Linked DNA regions of Mus musculus: region 1 is linked to region 2. The links are chromatin contacts, called in public Hi-C maps. All regions are on one chromosome and are shown on one strand. Each heading gives the region's core, a stretch centred on a gene start, on an enhancer-like site or on the middle of the called end of the contact. The rest is flanking DNA. Distances are from core to core; before and after follow the strand shown. Region 1 has its middle 88 kb from the start of Gm38407. Region 2 has its middle 150 kb from the start of Ttc32.

Region 1 (2,700 bases), core at 34-2,533, 1.4 Mb before region 2:
ACAGTTTTAGAGTGTTCCATTGATGATCAGTTAGCCTTATATTTTGGAAAACGCAGTGTGTCATGAGAGTGACTGAGACAAACCACTCATCCCATACCTGGGAAGCCAGAGGCAGAAAGAACCAAGGGACAAACGTCCTCTAACCCACTTCAGGGATGCATGCCATTGACGGAAGCTTCCTACTAGCCTCGCATCCTGCTTCACACCACCGCCCTGACACAGCACACTAGACCATGTCAAACATAAACCACAGCAAATTATCTCCATTACTGTACTTTCTCGGATATTCTTCATGAATCAGTTAGAGGCAGCACCTACCTGGCTCAAGGTACAAGAAAAGGAAAGTTAGCATTCAATCTTTACATTGAATATTAAATGTTAGATCCACTTTTACATTTTATTTGTTTATTTTTGTTTATGTGTTTGTGTATCTACCTATATGAAGAGGTTAGAAGGACCTGTGGTTTGAACTCAGGTCCTTGGCCTTGGCAGCAAGGACCTTTTCCATCCAGGCCATCTCAGGTTCAACTCCTTGGTGGCTGTCTACTTTCCTTCAGAAAAAAAAAGGTTTTTAGTTATATGTATACTAATATTATAATATTTGCAATATTAACACATGTTGATTATGTAAAATAGTGCATTCCATCTTAATACTTTCATATATATATATATATATATATATATATAGTGCTTTTTAACCACACCCACTTCCTTTGTCCTCCTTGGCTCCTCTCATTGGTTCCTTTCCTCTTCCCAATTACTATCCTTTACTTTCTTGTCTGATTTTTTTTCTATTTTTCTTCACCAATTTATTTATTCATTCATTCATTCACTTTACAGCCTGATCACAGACATTTCGCTACTCTCGTCCCAGTTCCACTCTCACACACCCTCCTCCATTCCCCATCCTCTTTTCCTCAGATAAGAGGAGGCCTTCCACGGCTACCAGCCTACCCTCTTACATCTCAGCAAGACTGAGTGCACCCTCTCCCATTGAAGCCAGACAAGGAAGCCCAGCTGTGGGAAAGCAATCTAAAGGCAGGCAACAGAGTCAGAGAGAGTTCCTGCTCCAATTGTTAAGGGACCCATATGAAGAGCAAGCTATGCATCTGCTACTTCTGACAGGATGTCTAGATCCCGCCCACGCATGCTCTTTGGTTGGTGGTTTAGTCTCTGTGCGCCTCATAGGCACAGATTAGTTTCCTCTGTAGGTCATCCTGTGGTATCCTTGATCCTTCCAGCTCCCCCTCAGTGCTTCCCACAGCTCTTCCACAGGACTTCCTGAGCTCCACCTATGTTTTGGCTATGGGTCTTTGCATCTGCTTCCATCAGTCGCTGGATGGAGCGTCTCAGAATACAGTTATGGTAGCCTCTTGTCTGCAAGCATAGCAGAATATCATGAAAGTGTCGGGCTTGGCTGTCTCCCATGGGGTGGGTCTTGTTTGATTTTTTTTCTTTAAAAGTCTAAATTCTGCATATGAGAGAAAATATGTAAGATATGTTCTTACATGAATTTAGCTATTTTATGTAATATGATCTCAATTTTCACTCAATTATTTTCTCTGCAAATTAAATAGTTTCATTCTTTTTCATGGCTAAATAATAACACCCATTGTGTACATAAGCCATACTTCAGTCATTCATTCATCATCAGATATCAAGGCTGTTGCATAAATTGGCTATAGTGACTAGTGCTACAATAAGCTTGCATATTTGGGCATGTATACAGATTTTGTTTCTTTATATGTACGTTCTGGAGTGATGTAACAAGGTCATAGTCTAGTTCTCTTCTTAGTTTTTTTTGAGGCTTTTGCCATACTAATTCCCATTGTGAACTGACTACTTTATGATTTAGTCAATAATGCTCCTTACCATTTTTGTTTTCTTGATGATAGCCATCAGACAAGGGTGAAATAGAATCCCAAGGTAGCATCCCAGACTTCTCAAGGTTGCTTGTCTCCTGGCAGACAGACCCGAGGTCTCAACCTTGGTCAGAGAGGTTTTGTTTTTTTTTTTTTTTTTTTCCCTGTACTGTAAGCAATCATGGAGAGATGAGTTGCTATTCACAGCACTGAGAATAAGGGACCAAGAGCTCAGCCCTAAACAAAACCTCATCTCCAGCAAGTTCAGGGAACATTAGAAGGAGAGGAGGAAGAAAGAATGTCAGATCTGGAAGACAGGAGAAATGATGATGTTTTCCGGATGTGATATGGCTATTGAACTTATTAACTCTCAGCAGTCAAAATCTTGGCATACATAGAGTAGATGATCTCAAGGTCCCACTTCATATGAGGAGCTATTGGTAGTGATAGTTCCTAGCAAATAATCATTCTGTATTGATATTATGGCCCTAATAGTTTTCCCATGCTCCACAGAATGGCCCCACCCATACACATAAAGGCAGGACTAACTGGACGTAGTAGGCTATCCAAAGGGGGTAGGGGAGCCATGAATGGGAATAATGGAAGAAATGATATTTTATTGTACACATCTATTAAATTCTCAAAAATAAAGAAGAGAATGAACGAGACTTAGAGTAGGATTAATTTGCATCTTCCTGATGACTAAATATCTTGATGTTTCCCCCACACATTTAGCAACTGCTTATGGTTGTTGCTGCTGCTGCTGCTGTTGTTTTCATATGTGTGTGTTATTTTTCAAATGGATAATCAATTTGCCCATTTGCAAGTTGGATTATTT
Region 2 (2,700 bases), core at 189-2,688:
ATATAAAATCTTTCACGAGACCTTACCTTTTAAATTTCTGGAGACTAATCCTTTCTGAGTAGGCTTTGGGGACACATTTTAGATCCAAATAATTATAGTTGGCAATATTCTTTGGCATCACAGAGATGCGAGAGGGCTGAGGAAGTGAATTTTGCCTTTTGTAGACTTCTGCCAACTGTGATGCTACTACATAGGGTCACAGCACAGCTCAGGGCTCAGACATAACCCACGAGGGAAAAGGCCTGTGCTGGCGTTTGATTTCTTCAAGATAGAGGAATCCATTAAGCATCTACTGTGTGCCATATACCACTGCTTACCTGTACATCTATCCCCTATGTTCCAGGTCTATTTGACCCAGACATGATCACGTGGAAAGCTCACAAGTCATCTCTTGGTGGGTGTGTTTGTTTCTGTTCCACCCATAACAACTCCCCCATGTTTCCCGTGAAGGGCAAGAGGCTGAGCTACACGGGCAACAGAGCAAATAGTCTGATCCCACCCTGCCATAGAAGTGCCCTCCATCTGGCAAGATTGGCAGCTGGACTCAGAACGATGTGTTGGCCTAAGAGATTCTTACTGAATAGCACATAAGTAGTTCATTTACCTTTGGAACACAGTTCGAGCTAACAGGTCTTTGAATATGGATGCTGAGATGAGTAGAACATAGCACCTATCCCCAGCTGCCTCGCCACTTGCTAAAAGGAGAGAAATCTATAAACAATCAAGTGTATAATAATAATAATCTATAAATAATAATCTATAAACAAACAAGTGTTCCACTGTATGTGTTGAGAGAGACATCTACACAGAGATTGCCAGAGCAACAAAGCTGTGAGTGACTCTGTTTAAAGGCACAAGAAGCTCTTATAGGGACAGTGGCCTTTGCATTTATTCTCTAAGCTCCCTTTGGGTGCTAAGTGCCCAAGGAATCTAGACAGTATAAGTGTGGTACCCTACCCACAAGCCCCAAGCACCCTGTAGCGACAATGCAAACCAATCACAGAAAACAAGGACAATTCTGGAAACGAATGGAAGGTATTACTAGAGGCATACATAGGGAAAGAACGAAAAACTGTGCACAGTGAAGGCACAATATGATTATTAAATTAGGCAAAGATAATCAATGAGAACCTTCTAGAAGAATCAACATGGGCTAGAATTCCAGGGTTGAAATTTGAATTATTAAAAGGCATGGGGAAGCAGGGACACATGAACAGGGATGATCCAGTCTGACTTTACAGGAGCAGGTCATGGCTGATGTGGAGAGCAGAGTTCCAGTCTCAGTCCCCAAGTCCAGAGTAACTGGACTGCATGCTAAGAGCTACTCTGCTATTCTGAGTCCTTCCCAGTGCCAAGCTGCCTCAAGCAACAGATAGCTGAGCTCTGCCTGTGCCCCACGGAGAGCCCAGGAGCCATGGAGACGTCTCCAAATTTGGATTAAAAAAACAGCTACTCATTGCCTCCTCCACAGGACACATACCTTCCCTATAAGTCAGCAGAAACTCATCACTTAAGCCTTAAGAAAATAAACAGAGGGGCTCTGATTCCAAGGGACACTCAGGCTCCCAGAAGACTAGTGTGGGTCTTCCCTTCCAGGGCACACTGGGTTATAGAGACCTTCAGAGCTAGAGTTCCAGCCAAATCAGCAGCAAACTGCTGCCAATGATGGAGCAAAAGAATCATGCTCAGGGCTCTCTTGGGATGTACACATTAGGAATTAAGAGGTATGCGAATGGAAACCCAAGAGACAAGCCAGAGGACTTCACCCCTGCTGTGCCCCAAAGGCTCAAAACAGGAAACATTGCCCTCCATCTCTCTTGGACCAACAGCTCCCCAACCAGACTCATGAGAATAAAGAGACAGCGGATCCCATCTACCTTGCTACTGCAGTGCCCATGCCAGGTTTGGACATAACAGTTGCCTTCCCTAGCTTTTGGCAGGGTCTATATTGTATGCAGAAACCCCAGTATTCTGTGGAGACAGAACTAAATTGGACCACAAGGGACTAATGAATCTATCATAAGGTTGTACAGTTCCAGCAGAATCCCCAGAGCACAGATTGAGGGTTTGGGAGAAGGTGGTTGGATTCTGAAAAAGAAAATCAAGGTGGCCAGGAGATGTCCCAGTGGGTAAGAGCAATCGTAGGCATAAGAACCTGCATCCAAATCCTCGGAGCCTACATTGTCTTCCTACGGGGACAGAACGTTAGCAGCAGGTGTGGTTGCTTAATATTAAGTATGGTTCAAGTAGGCAGCTGATGATGAGGGGATGTCAGTCAATAAAGCACAGTCCCTGTCTTCAAACCGTGCTAAATTATCCAAAGAACAGAGAAAGGTTCTGTTGGCTCAATAATTCTACACCTATACAGTGACGTTAGCAAAGGCTGATATTCTGCTCACTTCTAATTCCAAAGGACCAAACGGTAAAGCACTGGGAACATTGCAGAGGCACGGAGATGCAGAGGTATAGATAGCTCCCTGGCTTTAAGAGAGTGAGAGGCATAAGCAGAGAGAGCTAGAGTCCCAGAACCAGGCAATGTGTCCCCACCACCTCTGCCATTTCCACACGTGGCCAGGGTGATTTCTAATGTCCTGTCCCATACTGAGTAGTGAGGCCCTAGCTTAGACAAGAAAAGTGTTAGCAAATCTGACTAGAACTGACCTCTGAAAAGCCCTGCTTTTAAATACAGGCATTTCACCA

The links. Hi-C and Micro-C count contacts between places; a contact is called where the count stands out from the background.
Region 1: a contact with region 2 is called in a Hi-C map of the C2C12 cell line, with 4 times the contacts expected there. The contact joins two enhancer-like sites. A contact is called at or near these places in 2 of 15 datasets of contacts at CTCF or cohesin (the NIH/3T3 cell line and embryonic stem cells), 24 of 484 Hi-C or Micro-C datasets (the C2C12 cell line, adipose-derived mesenchymal stem cells, cerebellar granule neurons and 11 more) and 1 of 115 datasets of contacts at active chromatin or transcription factors (astrocytes).

Annotation. Positions count from the first base shown.
Region 1 is chr12:10,532,769-10,535,468 of GRCm38.p6, reverse strand. No RefSeq gene overlaps it. Among named protein-coding and RNA genes, the nearest start is that of Gm38407, 88 kb to the right of the region's middle. Within about 2 kb of position 1,283, at least 3 of the 459 cell types and tissues checked have an H3K27ac peak or open chromatin away from gene starts, as enhancers often do. A contact at or near this core is called in the C2C12 cell line, where this site is marked.
Region 2 is chr12:9,175,164-9,177,863 of GRCm38.p6, reverse strand. No RefSeq gene overlaps it. Among named protein-coding and RNA genes, the nearest start is that of Ttc32, 150 kb to the right of the region's middle. Within about 2 kb of position 1,438, at least 30 of the 459 cell types and tissues checked have an H3K27ac peak or open chromatin away from gene starts, as enhancers often do. A contact at or near this core is called in the C2C12 cell line, where this site is marked.